Regions from separate parts of the Mus musculus genome. Here region 2 is linked to region 1. Evidence: chromatin contacts called from public HiChIP or PLAC-seq data. All regions are on one chromosome and are shown on one strand. The core of a region is the stretch at or near the end of the contact, and the rest is flanking DNA. Distances in the headings are between cores, read along the strand shown.

Region 1 (6,065 bases), core at 2,954-5,453:
GGGTACCACGTGCACCCCAAGAGTGCATAAGAAGCCTATATCATAGTGACCACATAAATATTATGTAAAAAAGCCTCCCCCACAAAAGAACTTCATCCATAGGAACCATAGATGCCTATTTAAGAAAGAGAACAACAGCTAACCCCAGACACATACAGGAAACAGAAAGTAAAGACAGACATAAGGGATGTTTCAACACATATGTACTCTGGGAAGTTTATGGACTAAGAGCACTGGTGAGATGCTCACAGGTTAATGTTCAGGGATGGATAGGTTCCAAGATCGTCACGATCAGGAGAGGCAGTGCTTCCTACCATCTTCCATCTGTCCCCACCTCCCAGTGCTCACAGAGTAGAACTCTTTATACACAGGACTTCATATTTAGAGCTAGCTCTATATAGCCTGGCAAAGGGGGATGCGGGAAGAGAGAGCGAATTACAGGAGGACTATCCTCTCTCTCTCTCTCTCTCTCTCTCTCTCTCTCTCTCTCTGTGTGTGTGTGTGTGTGTGTGTGTGTCTGTCTGTCTGTCTGTCTATCTGTGTGTCTGTCTTTCTGTGTGTGTATGTGTGTCCGTCTCTGTATCTGTCTGTCTTTCTCTTTCTCTCTCTGTGTGTGTGCACGTATGCATGTATCTCCAGATTGTTTCCATTAAGAGCAGCATATAAGGTGGTAATATAATTGCTGAATGGTTGTACCTCTCACTCCTGCAACAAAAGCTTGGTGGCAAGAAACACTCTGCAACCCAGGTAAGTGTTTCACACAAGCACTCATCAATCACCCAGAAAGCTGCTCACGGAATGAAATCTGTTCTTCTTTACCCATGTGGAAGCCTCCCAGGGCAAAGGAACCGAAAATCTTGTGAAACTGTTGATCGGTATTCTCAAGCAATTAAAATAAAATAATAAAGTTAAAATACATAAAAGTTCCATGGGTAAATTCCAAATTCTATTTCCTTTTATTAATGGTGCATCACCTTAAATTATACCTTGCTTTGTGTGGCTCAAAAGAAACAAAGTTTATCCCAGGATATAAGATGGTGAACTCCATCCCCATAAATCAGAACACAGATGGAGTAACTGCCCTTTCCAGTTTTGAGGAATATTTTAACTCAGCTGTGAAAGACTGGCAAAGTGAAACAAATCCAAAATCCTGTTTAGGAACTTAGTGAGATGAGATAAATATTCTCATAATGAGTATAAGAATGCTTACTATGAAGTAAGTAAAGTTTATAATCTTATAATTGTAATTACATATATTTATATATGAAATATATAGCTTATATATAAAATATATTTGTAAATTTATAATTTCATTATAAATTTATAATTTCAAAAATCTCATATAAAATAAGTTACTAACTATGGAGAAGATAATCTAAGTAAGGCAAATGTTCCCATGAGAGGCTAATAACAATTTTTTTACAATAGTGATAAGCCTTACTTTTTATAAAGACATTTAGAAACTCAAGAAGTAGCTGTATCCACCTTTCACATGTTAGTGTCTCCGGAGTTTACCATGGTAACCATGGGAAATGAAATCCCTCCCAACGGAGAATACTTTGTTCAGACAAAGCATCCCATCTGAAATGGATTCTCAGGTCTCCGCAGGAACAAAGCAACTCAAACTCACAGAAGGCATTGCTGTCCGTTGCCATCACAGGCTGCAGAGAGATCGGCATGGAGATAGGAGTGGGTTCTCAGTGAACCTTGACCTAAGTGTCTGAAGTAGGAATGGGCAGAAGATTGACAAGATGCAGGTTGGAGCGCAGAGCAGGACCGGGATATGGCAAAAGAATGTAAATACTCTGTAACAGTTTACACTTGAGGAGCAGCTAACGCTTCAGACAACTTAGAGAAAATAAAAGTTGTTACATTGTGTTTCTAGCATGCTAGACACTAACATTTTCCTTTCATCTTCTTTTTAATTTAATTGTAATGACTGAACCCCAGTACTCAGACTCCTGTCCTGTAAGTCACACTCACCCCCAGTTGACCTCATACCATCTCATAGTTTTAATGCTACTTGCGAGCAATAGCCCCAAATTGCTACTTCAGCCTGGACATTGCCTCTAAGCCCCAGATCAATGTGTCTGAATGTCTATTTGGCATTTCCAACTGAATCACTAAAAGATATTTGAAAGTTATCTGGGGTCAGCACATTCTATCTGTAATCTACCAAAGATAAACAGATAACAGAGATAAACCAAGATAGCTGCTTCTCCCCGTAACTTTCCAACATTCCCCATGTTTGCTACATCTCGCCACCTCCATAGCTACCACCTGCCTGCCATTTTCAGACTGATCTCTGTTCCAGCATCCCACAGGGGACAGAGGTGAACTTCCCACAAACACCCCCAGTGACCCCCTGATTCTATGCATTCCAAACCTAAACACTGTGAGGCAGGCTCTAGTCACCAATAACCTGGAAGACAACCCCTTAGGTCTCCTTAAACAGGAGACAGCAGAAACAAAAGTTGTGGAGAATCACTCAGAAAGGGGAGATTATCAAAGACAGAGTGTTCAAGGGTGTCCACAGAGGAACAAAGGAGGCCAGACTCTTAAAAAAAATATCAAATCTCAGTTCAAATGTCTCCTTTGTTCACTTTTTGATCTTTCTTCATAGGTTCAAGGCCTGAATCAAATTGTATGACTTTCCTGAGCCCCAGACACTTTGAATTCAGTTTGTGCTGGCAGCACTTGACCCAGCATCCAGTGGAAGCCCTTGGCAAGGGTTTTGAAAGCTTAGCACAGCATCATGGGAACTGCATGGACACAGTGAGAAGGAGGTGTCTCTTTTAGAGTAACTAGCTAAGTCTTTATATAGGAGGTGCATTTCGGAGACAGAAAAAAGAGCTGTGTGCGTCCCAGAACATAAGAGAATTGCCTGTTAAGCAATGCCATGTGGGAAGACTGAGCGCAGGGCATATAAAAGTGGGGGAAGAAAATCACTGAAAGTAGTGGGGGTGTTAGAGTAGAGGAGCCAAAGGAAGAGCAGGCTGGTAAATGCAGGGGCCAGCTCGCAGGTGGGGGCTGGGTGCTCAGATGCCATCAAGAAAAACCCGACTCCAGGCAGCACAGCCAGCCTTGCTTCGGAGGATGGCACCGCAGTTGGAAGCAAGAGTGGCAGGTGTAAGGATGTGGCAAGCTCATATATCCAATTCCTAATCTTTTCAGTCCTAGGTACCACAGAGCTCCCAAAAGAAGGTGTAAGGTGAGGCTTCAACAACCAGAGGTTTAAACTGACCTACTCAATGAAGTGCGGGAAGTTAACAAGGCAAGGATCTGGCCCTGGAGCATCCGATTATTTCCCACTAAGTGGTGCTATGGGTTTGGCTTCTCACCCGGTGCCAGTTCCCACTGCTGGGTAGGGACTCTGGGGTCGGAGTGGGTGAAGGGGGCGGTGTCTGGATGCTACTGGAAGGCAGATCTTGACCATCACCTGGATGAGCCTTTCATAGTGTCTACCCATCCGGTTTTGTCCAGGCCTGGGTGGGGAAAACACAATGGCAAGCCATGCCTCCTTCCCTTTCAGCGCCCCCTCCCTTGCTGAAATGGGTGTGGTTGCTTGGTGCTCCTTTCCTAGAAGGAGGTCTGCCACAGTAGGCGCTCAGCAAACGTTAGTTGAATTTGCATGATCCCTGCTCAATTCCACTTCATTCTATAGGGATACTGAGTGAGACTACAGAAAGTTCCAGGGAGAGCTCAGCTAGAAGGAAATAGAAGAGTCTTGAGGTCCCAGTGGCCTGAGCAGAAGGCTCCCTAGCGCCATCTGGGTGCAGGCTCAACTCCAAGGTCCATGTCTGCATGGTTTGCAACTGACCTTCCTGCGGAGAAGCCCGCCCTGGGCACAGCAGCTCGGCTCTGGGGACGTCGTGCTCCCGCCACCCCGGGGCAGCACTCGGCGCCCACTGCGCACGTAGGTCACCTGCCTCCTTCTGGCTCCGCGTGGGGAGCCGGGCGCCGACAGTAGGTGTGTCCGGGGTGGCCCTGGGGAATCGCCGCGGCCCGGGGGTCCCGAGCCCGCGTGGCGCAACTCCATGCAAAGCCGTAGGCCCAGAAGCAGCGCGGCACCGAGCAGCCACCGGGGCAGGGCTCCACAACCACGCCCGGGAGGCTTGACAGTGGCCATGGCGGGGACCTCGACCTCCGGCTGTGCTCTGGGTCCCACCCTCAGCTCCCAGCCGCCTGCAGAGAAGCGTTCCCAACGGACCGGGCTGACAACTGTGGCAACTCCCCAGCGGCCCGCCTTCTTCCCTGCGACCGGGGAGGCCCCGGCGTAACCTTATCCTGCCCAGCCGCAGCAGGAAGAGCGAGGGGCGGTGGGCTAGGCGTGCACCCAGGCTGCCATAACAGGGCTGGGTGTCCTTAGGTGTGACCAGCCTGTAAAGTCTGGCTAGTGGGGAGAGCCAGAGTCAGAATAGAGCACGTTCCTCCGGGGCGCCTGAGCTTTGACTTCATTTGTTGGTGTTAGTATTAGACACAAGGAAAGAGGAGAGGTGAGCCGCCAGGTTTGGCCCCAAAGAAAAAGTTGTCAAGCAGTTTTTGCCACTAAGCATGATATAAAAATAATCATACTTATGCTCAGGTTTACAACTTCTCTCCCTCAAGGGGAGAGAGAGAGAGAGAGAGAGAGAGAGAGAGAGAGAGAGAGAGAGAGAGAGAGAGAGAGAGAGAGAATAGCACTCCGTACAGAGGAGAGAATAGCACTCCGTGCAGAAGAATCAAATTAGTTATTCAGTTTCTAAATTCTGCCCGAAGCCAGCCCATGCTTTCTCCCTCGGTGTTATGAAATGTGTGGGGGTGAAGGGAAGGGAGACAGCCAGCGAAGACATCTGACAGCGGGAAAGAGGGAACAGAAGTTACCATGGAGTGCTGGAAATCAAATTAATTTAGCTCCAAACACACACCTCCCTGCTGCCTGGCAGAAATGCAGAGGGACATATTTATCTCTGGGCAAAACGCTCCCTAGCCGGGATTGCCATTGTCACCTTGACCTTAATTAAAGAAATCTAGATGCTCATAGTTTGGACTCACAAATGGGGTTGGTATCCCACTTTTGTTAGGATTCTTTCCCTCCACCTGTTTAGGGTGACATTGATTTCTAGATTTACATTCAGGTTCTTTGGGATTCTTTTGTTTTTTTTAAACCATGGCCAGATACCCACCCCCAACACACACATGCACGCACACACACATACACACACGCACACATACACACACACACACACACACACAAGCATACATACATGCACATTACACACACACACAAGCACACATACACATCACACACACATACACACACATATGGATATATTTTCCATGCTTCTATGTAGGTTGTCTCTCTCCCTAGCCTGCGACACGGACAACAGAGATCTAGAATGAAGTCTGGCCACCTCCTCATTTGAATGTTGGGATTTTCCATAGGGAGCTCTGCTCTCTGAGATTCCCATTCCTTTTTGGCAGAATTATTCTTTGTCAGAGAGCATTAAACCTGTTTCCCCACAGTCACAGAACTTATCAGCCTAATCCAGTGCATTCCCTGGCCATCACCGGTCCTCAGGGGCTTGGAGGTTTTATTATGCTTGAAAGTATACACACGTGATGGGAATAGACAGACAGACAGACAGACAGATATCTACTTGCCCACCTCCAGGGAAATTGCAGCTAAAAGTCTTTATTAAGATTATAAACTTTCATTCACACAAGCTGAGAGAGACAGCCTCAAATCCTGCAGTTATTTACTTGAACTGTGTTTGATTCACGACCCTCTCATTGAGTGATATGAGACACTAAACAAAATATGTATCTTTTCTGAGCTTCTGTTTTCCTGTGGGAAAATAGACCAATATTTAGGGTTACATATATTGCATAACTATGTTGTATTTAGTACCTAAATAATAATAATTTACCAATAACAAAATTATGAATATTGTCACAAAAAGTATGCATTTTTTAAAAGATGGGCAAATATAAGACAAAGTGATCTATAGACATCTTACCATTGACTTAGGATTTATAAATATCTTCTCTTGGCTTAGGAATTCCCAACTGATATGGTAAAAATA
Region 2 (6,712 bases), core at 1,451-3,950, 260 kb before region 1:
AATGAATCCTCCCTCCAGCTACGCCTAGATCTACCTGAAACTCCATCACACATCTCTCCAAGCCTGCCTCTCCCTCAATAGTCTCTTGCAGCCTGTACCCTAGCAGACATCTTTGACTCTTTCCTCTCCAATAACCCAGTCTAGTTTATTCATTGCAGCACTAGAAAGCCTAACTATATCAGTTGCCTTCATCATGATGTTTAGTTATGGCAATAAAAAAGTAACTAAGACAGAAGTTGGTACCAGGGAGCGGGCTATTGCTGTGAGTGGCCTGGCAGGTGCTTTTTTTTTTTTTTTAAGAACCTGGGAAACTTTGTTCTAGGAAAACAGTTGAATGCCATAAGCAGGGCTTAAAGGGCCATTCTAGTACGAGCTTGGAAGACAGTAGTGCTGAGATCAACGTGCACAATGGAAGCCCAGTTCAAGAGATGTCAGAGGGGAACAACAATAGCAACTGGGCCAGAGACTATTCTTGTGATATCTGGGCAAAGAATGTGGTTGCTTTTTTGCCTTTGTCCTAAGAATCTGCTTGAGGCTAAACTCAAGAGTTTTAAACTAGTTTTGTTGGCAGAGAGGACTTCAAGATAGCTTAATACTGATCCTGTCATTTGGTTATTAGTGATGATCCTCGGGTAGGTGAAAAAGACCAAGCAGGGCACAAAGATACACAAAATGCACAGCTTGAGGAGAAAAAGCTTTAATGCTAAGCCTAGGCTTGTGCTGAAAGAGGGAAGGAGGAACGGAATCCAGGGAGTGATGCCTTCAGTGCAAGATCCCATCCAGCTGTTTCCAAAGTACAAAAAGGAAAGCTTTATGCACCAAAAGGAAGCAACAGCAAATCAAAGTTTATGCAAATGTAATGTGAGGAAGGGGAGCCAGTTTCTACTGCAAGCCGGCAGCTGAACTTGGCACCATCTGCCACATGGTTCCGACTTTAGACTCATGAAGGGCACAGGAGAAAGGAGGCTGCAAAAATCCTCCTCCATTAAGGAACACCAGGCACGTGGCCGGGGAGTCTCTGAGAAGCCATTGCTAAAGCTTTGAGAGTGAAGCTGAGCTGCACTGGAGACTCAAAATGTTGATGATGCCAGAGGTGGGATGCCATCGAAGAAGAGCTCGTCAGGGAATGGATGCTCTGAGAGAGAGGAAAGTGTGGAACAGCTAGCAAACTTGGTGGAACCACCCATACCCTCTGACATCAGACAGAGCTGCAGCATCTGGAGTTTGCCCTGCTGGGTTTTGGTCTCGCCTTGGTCTAGTATTTCCTTCCTATGTTCCATTTCTTTCCTTTGGGAATGGCAATGTATATTCTGTGCCACTGTCTGTTGGAAGTATGTGATCTGCCTTTTGATTTTACAGGGAGTTACAATTAAGAGACTGCCTCAAGACTCATAAGAGACCTTGGAATTTTTTGATTTTAACTCTATGGAGGCAGGGAAAGACTACGGAGACTTTGAAGTAGGACTGAGTGCGTGTTGCATTATATGGCCATGAGCCTGTAAGGGGCCAGGGAGAGGGATATGGTAGTTTGACTGAGAATGTTCATATGCGCCCTTGGGCTCGTAAGTTGAATACTCAGCTTCCCCTTGGAGGAACAGTTTGGGATGATTAGGTGTGGCTTTGTTGGAGGAGGTGCATCTCTGGGGACGGGCTTTGAGGTTCCAAAAGCCCACAGCATTCCTTACGGTCTGTCTGTCTGTCTGTCTCTGATGCTTGTTTATCAGGATGTAAGCTTTACCTCCAGCACCACACATGCTTTATTGCTTTCATGCTTAGTGCTGTGGTGGCCATGGTCTCACCCCGAGACTGGAGCCCCAAATAAACTCTTTTGTCTAGAAGTTGTCTTGGTCATTGTGTTTTGTCACTGCAACTGAAAAGAAACGGAGACAGTCTCTGTACTGTAAACCTCCCGAACACACTGCTCATTATGCTCTGTTAATTTATCTGCATGCTCACTGTCTAGTCACTGTCAGGGCCCCAATACCCAGCATCATTTCAATCTTGAAGGCGTTACAGAAAAAAGTGCTACTCAATAAACAGAAACAGAATAAAAATAAGTATAGAAATAAACGCAAACCATCTCTAATAGATGTGCCCTTTTAGAATGGTCCACGTATTTCCTATATATTTTCATTAAAGTTAGAAATAAACTTCATAGTCTTTATGATTACAAATAAAATAGACACTAAGGAATACTGGAAGATGTTAACATAGAAAACATATTAAGATTAAATAACTCTTGTGTCTTTTTTGTTGTTTCAGGTCAGAGAGGTAGTGGGGAATTTTATTAGCCACGAAGATATGTGTGTTCCATATCAAAGAAGTAGTATTAAAAAAGTTAGCCTAGAGGCAGGATAGATAAACAAGAAAACTATCAAAACTCTTTGAGTATAACACACAGTATCCCACAAGGATATATATGCTCACACAATAAAATATTCAAGATCATTCCAGTTTACAGGAGAGAAGGCATACTCTGGCAGAAAAAAAAAAAGAGAGAGAGACTTCAATGCATGCTCAGCTGTCTGTGTTTTTTTCCTTATAGGGAAAAAAGCCATGCAGCTGGCCTTACAATAATGAGAAAAAGGTATTGATAACGAGCCTTTAGAAAAAAGCATCTCAACTGCTTATTCAAGGCTGTATTCATTCTTCACTCAGAGCCTGCCTGTCAGGCTTGAAAAGCAACAGGGATCTCTGGCGCTTTCTATAGTCCAGTCATGGAGAACAGAATTAAGTGTATTCTTCACACAGCAGTGAGTAAATGGGGGTGCATCATGTGTATTACAAGGGCCTATACATTCTGCTTGGCTTCAGGAAGCTGCCTTTAATTAACTACGATTATTTATATCCAACTTAGAAATTCCTGAATTTGACAATTCATTACGCAGAAACACTATCTTCTAAATCCTGGTTTGCGCAATGAGTATCTTTTTAGTGGTTTATATGCAGTTCTTATTAAGTGAATTTAATAGATAATGGACTCAAAAAGGAATTTCTTTAATCATTTAGAAGCTTGAAATAATTTATTTTATACTTCACTTTAGGGAGAGTTCTTTTGTTTTTGTTTTTTTGGTGCTGTTTTTTTTTTTTTTTTTAAACAGATGATAATAAGAGGAAGATGTAGTGGGGGTTGGAAATGTAGTGGGATGCATGGCCTAGTAGTTTGAGTTACAGATGGCACATGAAAGTTCTTGCACAAGATCCAGGTTCAGATCCCAGCACACATATAAGAGCTCACAACTGTCTGTAACTAGTTCCATGGGATCCAATGACCTCTTCTGTCCTCTGTGGGCACCAGGCATGCAAGTGGCATCACATAGAACTGTAGGTAAAACACCCATATACATAAAAAGAAACCTTAAAGAAGGTAAAATGTAGTGGACTGAAAATAAAAAACATGATCAACGTGTCATGTTTACCGAGGGTAAAGTTAAAAGTCCTACTTTGAACATAACTCATGAGAATGCCCATGAAAACACAATCAAGTTTGCTTTCTACCCCAAAAATATGACTTCAGAAATATTAATGATCGTCGGCTTTTGGTCAGAAGCCACTCCTATACTTTCCATTTACTGGAACACACACGGACAGACACACAGGCACCAGCACACCCCCCTCCCCACCCTGGATGACACCAAGACTTGTTTCCCATCAACTGTTACTGAGAGTAACACAGAGAAACATTTTAACAGGAAAGAGTATTTTAGGAGTCCCAGGTGACAGAACAAAAAGGGGGTCATTTCTGAAACTGTTTATAATAATTTAGAAGTTTCTCATTAATGCCTGGCTGTCCTGTGAGTAATCTATTTGGCAAGCTCAAACAGATCCTAACTGCAGCGCACAGTAGGATGAGGATTTGTTAAGGAAAGCCTGCAATGAAAGAATCAGGAAACTAAAAGAGGACCCTAGTTCTAGGTGTGACACCAGAGAGACTTCATGGACCTACAATGTACACTGGATATGTAAGAGAGGGTAGGGCTTTTGAAGGTCAGGTCACAGGAGGCACATCATAACTTATAAGCACAACCCAAACTAGCATTGTTTTGTCTTTTGAATTCATCGCATCTGCTCGCATTACTATAAGCTATGGGTAACCACGGTGAGAGCTTAACATGCCTTGTAAGCCTGAAGGTAGCAGATATCCCGCACTTAGGGGTAGATACAGAGGAACACCCTCTCCCTCTGCAGGAAAGGTGGCACTTCATCCTAACATCTCTGCTGCAAGGAACTACTTCTTGCCATCTTCTGACTCACCACCTCGGGGAAGAGGAAGGAGGTCACAGATGCAGAAGGGGAGATGAAGGCTTGAAGCAGGTAGAATAAAGATAGAAACGGGCTAACTGACTAAAGCCTGTTTGCTGGCCCACACTCATCCTGATTCTTCTGTTGTGGATGGATGGCCCTGGTGGATATGGAGGAAGTTATTACTCAGTAGCTTTCATTCTTATGGAAATAAAGCCGACCTCAGATAATTTGTGAAAAACAAAAAGCAAAACAAAACAAAATCCTCTTTAGGCAAAGTAAGCCAAATAGCCTACACTAAAAGGTTATTTTGACCCTACATTGGAAATCTGGCTTCTTCAGTCATGTTTTTATCTTCCAGAAATATTCTCAAAAACAAAAACAAAAGACTCTATAAACTATGATAATAAACATCTCTGTGCTTTACTGATAAACACATCTACATTATTACTAGAAAATTGTTACCAGTTTTCTTTTGTATTTCCTGTAACCATTCCAACCCCATACCATTAGGTTTTGGTTATTTCGTTATAATTAATCTTTATATCTATATATATCTATATATCTATACACACACATACATACATACATACACACACACACATATAAATACATACACACACACACTAGTGTCTGGAGAGATGCCTCAGTGTGCAATGTGCCTGCCACGTACATCTAAGGACCTGAGTTTGGGCACCAAGATCCCGTATACACTTCAGTGCAGTGGTATACATCTGAGATCTTAGCACTCCTACATTCAGGTGGAGACAGGAAGAACTCGGACAGCTTACAGGCCAGTCAGCCTGGTGCATGCAGTGGCAAGCAGGAAGAGCGCATCTGCTAAACAAGGTGGAAGAAAGGTGAGAATCGACACCAGAAGCCGTCTTCTGGCCTCCACAGGTACACATTGGCATGTGCGCCCCACCTCGGACACACACATCACATGTATAAACACCTACAGAGATTTCTTTTAAAATGCAGGTTATAACTTTTTAAGTACACTTAAGAAGACAGACTTTAAAATGTCATATTTTAAGTTAAATTTGATACTATATTTTCCTAAGGCTTGAAAGGAACCTTGAATGGATATTTAAACTCTTGTTCTAAACCGGTGGTTCTCAACCTGTGGGTTAAATGGCCCTTTCACAGGGTTGCATATCAGATATTTATATTATGATTCGTATGTTATAAAATTACAGTTATGAGGTAGCAACAAAATAATTTTATGGTTGGGGGGTCACCAGAACATGAGGAACTGTATGAAAGGGTCACAGCATTAGCAAGGTTAAAAAACACCATTCTAAACTAAACTACCTAAAAGAATAAATCAAATCTTTTGTTAAGCCATTAGGAATTTTTTTAGACACAAGTTGAATTGCTATAGTTGAACTTCGTTCATTATTTCCACTTTACAGAGATCACAGGTTATTTGCTAAAATACCTCCCATTATTATCATGTTAGCAGTGACTTTATGAACCAGCCACCCACTTCCCCAGCAATGCTTCATGAAATAACTCACCTCAAATTTAGATGCAAAACAATAAACACTCATTTTTTTTGTCCATGAGCTCATGTGTCCGGGGTCAGGTTTGTTTGCCTGTTTACTATACGCCAGGACGCAGGTGAACCTGGGCTTGGGTGCTTTAACATAGTCTCTTGGTGCCTTTCTCCATAAGGGTTCTGATCTGTAGGACAGCCCGGAGATGGGAAACGGAGCGGGGGATGGACATCCAGGAGAAGGCCTCCACGTAGAACTGGTACAACTTCACTTCACCCACATGCACCAGGTCAAGGCAAATCTTAGAGGCTCCCAGTTACATGGGTGTGGGAACATAGCACAAATCTTGATGGTAAGAACTGGCCAAGATGGAGGCACAGGCAGGGCTGAAAGTAGGGTCACTCAAAAAAACAAAGCAAACCCAACCAGCCAGCCAGCTGGTCAGCCAGCCAAGCAACCAACTAGCCAGCCTGCCAGACACCAATCAGTCAGCCAGCCAGCCGGTCACCCAACCAAACAGCCAGCCAGCCAGCCACCCAACCAACCAACCAACCAGCCAGCCAGCCAGCCAGCCAGCCAGCCACCCAACCAACCAGCCAACCAGCCAGCCAGCCAGCCAGCCAGCCAGCCAGCCAGCCAGCCAGCCAGCCAGCCAGCCAGCCAGCCAACCAACCAACCACCCAGCCAACCGAACCAGCTAGCCAGCCAACCAGCCAGCTAGCCAGCCAGACAACCAACCAACCAACCAACCAACCAACCAACCAACCAACCAACCAGCCAGCCGGGCAGCCAATCAACCAGTCGAACTCTATTTAGTATAGTTTTTGTTTTGTTCTACTGAGATCCGACCTTACTATGCACCCCAGACTGACCTCAAACTCTTAATCTTGTCAGCCTTCCAAGTGCTGGACTGCACTGCAGGTAAGCAAGTCGCAGCTGGCTCCTCAGCATCTTTAACACAAGTAATCTGA

Evidence for each region. HiChIP or PLAC-seq counts read pairs in DNA pulled down with a chosen protein or histone mark.
Region 2: an H3K27ac HiChIP or PLAC-seq map of oligodendrocyte precursor cells shows a contact between it and region 1, with 4 times the contacts expected there. The contact joins the enhancer-like site here to the promoter of Mettl24 in region 1. A contact is called at or near these places in 9 of 39 promoter capture datasets (the 3T3-L1 cell line, the HPC-7 cell line, HPC-7-derived erythroid cells and 5 more), 1 of 484 Hi-C or Micro-C datasets (cerebral cortex), 3 of 115 datasets of contacts at active chromatin or transcription factors (astrocytes, embryonic basal ganglia and oligodendrocyte precursor cells) and 1 of 9 other capture datasets (adipose tissue).

The regions. Positions count from the first base shown.
Region 1 is chr10:40,681,420-40,687,484 of GRCm38.p6, reverse strand. Mettl24 (methyltransferase like 24) reads right to left here and starts at 4,203. Exons shown (of 5, transcript NM_177793.3): 1 at 3,821-4,203. The coding sequence starts at 4,129. It also overlaps a transcript of Ddo not described here.
Region 2 is chr10:40,938,874-40,945,585 of GRCm38.p6, reverse strand. No RefSeq gene overlaps it. Among named protein-coding and RNA genes, the nearest start is that of Wasf1, 58 kb to the right of the region's middle. Within about 2 kb of position 2,700, at least 17 of the 459 cell types and tissues checked have an H3K27ac peak or open chromatin away from gene starts, as enhancers often do. A contact at or near this core is called in embryonic basal ganglia and oligodendrocyte precursor cells, where this site is marked.